Linked DNA regions of Danio rerio: region 2 is linked to region 1. Evidence: chromatin contacts called from public HiCAR-type data. All regions are on one chromosome and are shown on one strand. Each heading gives the region's core, a stretch centred on a gene start, on an enhancer-like site or on the middle of the called end of the contact. The rest is flanking DNA. Distances are from core to core; before and after follow the strand shown. Region 1 overlaps mecom (MDS1 and EVI1 complex locus). Region 2 holds the start of mecom (MDS1 and EVI1 complex locus).

Evidence for each region. HiCAR-type assays count read pairs that join an accessible place to other places.
Region 2: a HiCAR-type map of caudal fin shows a contact between it and region 1, with 10 times the contacts expected there. The contact joins the promoter of mecom here to the enhancer-like site in region 1. A contact is called at or near these places in 7 of 18 Hi-C or Micro-C datasets (caudal fin, embryo and hematopoietic stem cells) and 2 of 4 datasets of contacts at active chromatin or transcription factors (caudal fin and embryo).

Annotation. Positions count from the first base shown.
Region 1 is chr15:38,098,855-38,101,554 of GRCz12tu, forward strand. The region is part of intron 2 of mecom (MDS1 and EVI1 complex locus); the gene reads right to left. Among named protein-coding and RNA genes, the nearest start is that of egfem1, 220 kb to the left of the region's middle. Within about 2 kb of position 1,352, at least 5 of the 62 cell types and tissues checked have an H3K27ac peak or open chromatin away from gene starts, as enhancers often do.
Region 2 is chr15:38,330,850-38,333,549 of GRCz12tu, forward strand. mecom (MDS1 and EVI1 complex locus) reads right to left here and starts at 1,336. Exons shown (of 16, transcript XM_073923918.1): 1 at 1,027-1,336. The coding sequence starts at 1,063.

The DNA.
Region 1 (2,700 bases), core at 102-2,601:
TGGGTGTTAATGTTTAAAGAGAGGGAAAGACTGGAGTTGACATGTGACAATTGTATGAACTGTTTTTATGGTTTTACAATAGAAATATAGAGCAAACAGCTATACGAACAGACAACGTTGTCGCATCTTCACACATTCATCATTGGGAAGCAAAAAAAGTTTTCTCTGATTCAATGAAAAAAACGTTTCATTAGATTCACTCATTTTATAAAAGTAAGTGGTTGTGACATTTTGTGACAATTCAGCTCATTTTAAATAAACAGTTGGAACAATCATCAAAAACCCATTTTCAGTGTTTATGTTGAAAGAGAGGGTCAGACTGGAGTTGACATATGACAACTGCACTGTAAAAAAAAAAGTTGACTCAACTTAAAATTTTAAGGCAACACAATTCCTTCATATTGTCTTAACATAAATTGATTAAGTTAACTTAATCATTTTAGCAAATTTAAGTAGACTGAAGATAAATTAAATAAGCACCCCCCATTATTTATACTAAGTAGTTGGAAAAAGCACAAATAAAGGTACAAGTGCTGTCACTGTGGTAGTACCTTTTCAAAAGGTATACATTTATAACTAAAGGTCCTTATCAATACCTTAATGGTACATAATAAAAAGTACAAAAGTGTACCTCGTAAATTGTTTATATTCAGCCATATAGATTGTTTGCAACCACTTACATTACATTTTATACACTGAAAAAAAGCTGGGTTCCACTTACTTCCTTCATGCTGTCCAAACAAAAATCGATTAAGTGAACTTAGTAGTTTTACAAATTTAAGTAGATTTAACAAAACAAATACGTTGTCAAAAAAAAAAAGAATTGTGTTGGTTCAACTCATGTTAAATGAGTTTAAACAAGCGGCATGAGCAATTTGTTTGAGTATAGTGAATCCAATGAATCATTTTTAAGTGTTAGAATTCAAAAAGCTGTAAAAGTGATATATTTATAGCCTGGTCAATTAACAGTGTCTGTCAAATTCAAAATGATTGACACTGCCAATCAAATTAAAGTAGGAGGAGTTTACTGTTACTGCTACCAGAAACAGATCACAAATTTCAGCATAAACAGTTTTAATGTTGAAAGATGATGCTTCCCTGGAGGATCGGTTAGTACAAGCATCATTTCTGTTTTGGATATGAAACGCACTCATGTAAGTGCCTGGACCCGTTGCGCCAGACCGTCGGGGTGTGAAACAGATAGATTGTGTTCTCTGGCTAACATGAAGTTAATTGCTTTGACAGCGGGAATGACAAGACGTGACTCGGGCGCAATAACACAGGCCGGTCTAAAACAGAACCAGTAGTCTGCAGTACAATGCTCTATTCAAACCGTGAGACTTATAGGGGCCACGGGGGGATGCGTTTTTTTTTTCTTCCTTAAAAAACATAGGTGGGAAGTGCTGGACTTGTATTCACACCGCTGATTTTCAGGGTTGAGAAGTCTCTCCTGAAGTGTGGCCTCAGGCACCGTGCGGCACACGGCCGACCGTTGGAATTTGCCACCTCGGGGGGGAAGGGGGAACGGGAGGGGTTTTATGATTTGGGGCTGTGGTAATCACAGATACTTCCCCTTCATTTCCACACACACACATGTATATAAACAGGGCACACTGTATGCCGGCCATTGGGTGCGATAAAGTCCACAGCAGTGTCAAAGGTAACGTTTTTAAAACATAAATTAGGTGATGCTGGAGAATGAAGAGTGTCTCTAAAACCCAAATGGGAAAAGCTGGAAATTTCGAATTCGTAGTACTGTAAAACATGTCAATAATATAGCCATCTACAATACAATTGTTCATTGACTAGTAATCTTTAAATTAAGTCTTCAAGCGCTTCAATTTTTATGTGACAGCCTTATTCTACAATTAATTAAATTAATTTATTTCCTTAAAATTCAACACACAACGCTCCATAACGACAATATAAAAAATGAGTTTTTGAAATTGTTGCAAATTTATTAAAAATAAAAAACCTGAAAAATCACATCTACAGAAGTATTCACAGCCTTTACCGTGACACTCTAAATCAGGGGTGTCAAACTCAATCCCTGGAGGGCCGAAGCCTTGCACAGTTTAGTTCAAACCCTGCTCCAACACACTTACATGTAGGTTTCAAACAAGCCTGAAGGACTCAATTAGTTTCATCAGGTGTGTTTAATTAGGGTTGGAACTAAACTGTGCAGAGCTGCGGCCCTTTTGGAACTGAGTTTGACACCTGTGCTCTAAATTGAGCTCAGGTACATTCTGTTTCCACTGATCATTCTTGAGATGTTTCAGCAGCTTAATTGGAGTTCACCTGTGGTGAATTCGGTTGATTGGACATGATTTGAAAAGGCATTCACCTGTCTATATAAGGTCCCAGGGTTGACAGTGCATGTCAAAGCACAAACAGAGCATGAAGACAAAGGAATTGTCTGTAGACCTCCGAGGCAGGATTGTCTTGAGGCACAAGGCTAGGGAAGGTTACAGAAAAATTTCTGCTGCTCTGAAAGTTCCAATGAGCACAGTGGCCTCCATCAATCATAAGTGGAAGATGTTTAGAACCACCAGGACTCTTCCTAGAGCTGGCTGGCTATCTAAGCTGAGTGATCGGTGGAGAAGGGCCTTAGTCAGGGAGGTGATCAATAACCTGTTGGTCAATCTATCTAACGTCCAGCGTTCTTCTGTGGAGAGAGGAGAACTTTTCATCTGTGCAGCA
Region 2 (2,700 bases), core at 86-2,585, 230 kb after region 1:
GTGAAACTTGAGCTTAAAAAAACTTTTATCTCTGCTCCGATGCCTATAAGCACTGTGAAATATGGAAATATTGCATGGATTTTCGTTGTTTATTGCAAAAGAGCAACAAAAAAGAAAAGTTAAGAAAATTGCTCAAATCAGACTCTGCAGCCCACTGCGCACGAGGGGGCCGAATTATTCACAGACCTGAGCGAAATACATTCGTTCCGAATAAATCTATTGAGGAGGGGAACAGCTTCCCACTAACTACTTGATGTTGAGTTTCGGCGTTTGAGCTTGTGTTGTGGCGTGGCATTGAACACACGCATTGAACGTCAACTCAAACAAGCGCCTAAGGCAACCCGTAATCAAAAGCTAAGATTACAGCCGACCGTTTAGAGGGCCATAACAAACAAAAACATTTCTCCAGGCTGTTCATACCGGAACAAAAATTCATAACGGGATTTGATCACTTGTTGCACAACCACTTTCGACAATTGCACAGGGAAAAAAAAAGAAATGTCCACAAATCAAAAATACTTCAAAGCACTTTTTTATCACAGTCCTGTTAATCTAGCATATGTGCAGTTCATTAGATTGCCTGTCGTAACATCAGATGGTAAGCTACCTGTTTGCATTTAAAAGCGTGCCTCCGCAGCTGGCTTTCTGTTGTCGACTATAGGCGAAGCTGTCTTTTCAAAGTCGCTGCTGCAAATTGATGTGACCGGAGCCGTAGAAACTTGCACGGAGGTGTTTTTTTATCGAACACCGGGGCGCTCGGGGCTCGAATAGAGAACGCGATTACAGCATGCGATAGTTAAAAAGTTTGCGCGCCACGCGCAACTTTGATGCCAGTTTCGAATCTAGGTTTGCCATGTCCGATCGCGAGCGACGCTTCTCGTTTAGCTTTTCCTCAACCTCCGCAAGCAAGTAATATTGCTGGGCTCTGCTGACTGTAACTGTTTAGAGACTAAAATGTTTCTATGCATCATAAACATGGACAAGATGGCAGTTTGAAAAGGGCTAAAAAGGAGATGTTGCACCTACCAGTGGTCAGTTTCCTTGCCCTGCCTTTGGACCTCATGATGCCCGTCTTTCGGCGTGGGTTCGTCGGATTTTTTCTCGAATCTTTTCCTCCTTTTTCTTTTTTCCTCTGTCCTTTTTCTCTGTGATTCTCAATCCCAGACGCACTATCTCTCCAGCATTGTCAGTTTGGACACCTTCGCACATGCGCACAGCCCCGAGCTGCCAGCATCGTCAAAAAAGTTTGGAACGATTCATCACCCAAGTATTACAGATCTTGTCAGGTTGCAATAGCCGGCGAGATCCCTCTCGTGTCAGATCTTCAGAGATCAGTGGGCGCGGGACGGAGCTATTCGCGACCTCCGGGTGCACGAGGAACCGGAGACATTAATTATAATGAAGCAGTCTCGAGCGTCCAAGGCGCCCGGTCTTTTGTGTTTTAAATGAAGACGCATTAATCACTGTTCGGGTAAATGACTATTGTAAAACGTTTTCATTAAACGTTTTATGTTGTTTAATTGAGACTTGACCATCGTTATGAATTTATGAAAATGATAAACTTTTACTTCTCTCCCCCTCCCTCAGCAGGCGCGTGGGCAGTCTGTACCGAGGGCAGCCCGCTGAATATTTTTTTCCTTTATGCGACAATTATTAATCTGTAAAGTTTAGTCTCTCTCTTTATGATTTAATGCCAGTTAATGACCAAATACACTGATACAGAATTAAAAAATGAAAACTGTAAAACAATCAATTATTTCCAAGTGTGTAAAACAAAGGTGTTAATGTTATCAGGTAGCAGTTGAGTTGTTTATCACAAATATAGGCTACTCTAATTTTTATGTGAAATGAAATGTGATCTCTGATGCCTTTTCATCGATGTCCAGCAATCTTCAAATTAAATGTATTGCACTGTAGACCTTTATCTGATATGATAAATTATCCTGGACCTGTATAACGAATTTATTAGCTTTATGTTATTTATTATTAGTTTTCAAGACGGGTGAGAATTTGTGAAACTCTTGGGTCATTAAGTTAATTGTCCATTAATTAGAAGCGCGTGACATCACGTTGACCTTGCCCATGAACCTTTAAAAGGGTCGCTTGCCCCTCACTGGCGGTATTGATTGCTAAGTATTTCTAAAACGGATCCAATTAATCTGACATCACTCTGCATAAAAATGAATGGCGCAGAACAAACATCAGCTGCCGCCCACGACTATCTGAGCTGACCAGCACTTACTAAAGCTTACTCGAATAAAACCCACAAGAGTAAACAGAAGAGGAGAAAATGATGGTTCTTTAAATATACAAATCATGATGCAATTATCAAATATCAGTGATCATTAAAAATATCTTGATATCTAATAAAGCCATATTAGAATTGATCTAAAACTCAGCTAAATTGCCCAAATAAGAATTTGTCTTGCATATCAAAAGAACAATAAAATGGGCCAATATTTATTCACATACATGCATGCAACTTATTAGATTGAAACACAAAATATAATATATATATATACAATATAATATATAAAAGTTATATAAAACATAATTTGTTATTATTTTATACTAAATAAAATATATGCACAAAAGAATAAGTACACCATTGCACTGCATGCAACTTCTGTAAGACAAACAAAAACAGAAGAAAAAAAAGTGTGAGCAAGAGAGAAAGGGGGGGGGGGGTTGGGGGGGGGG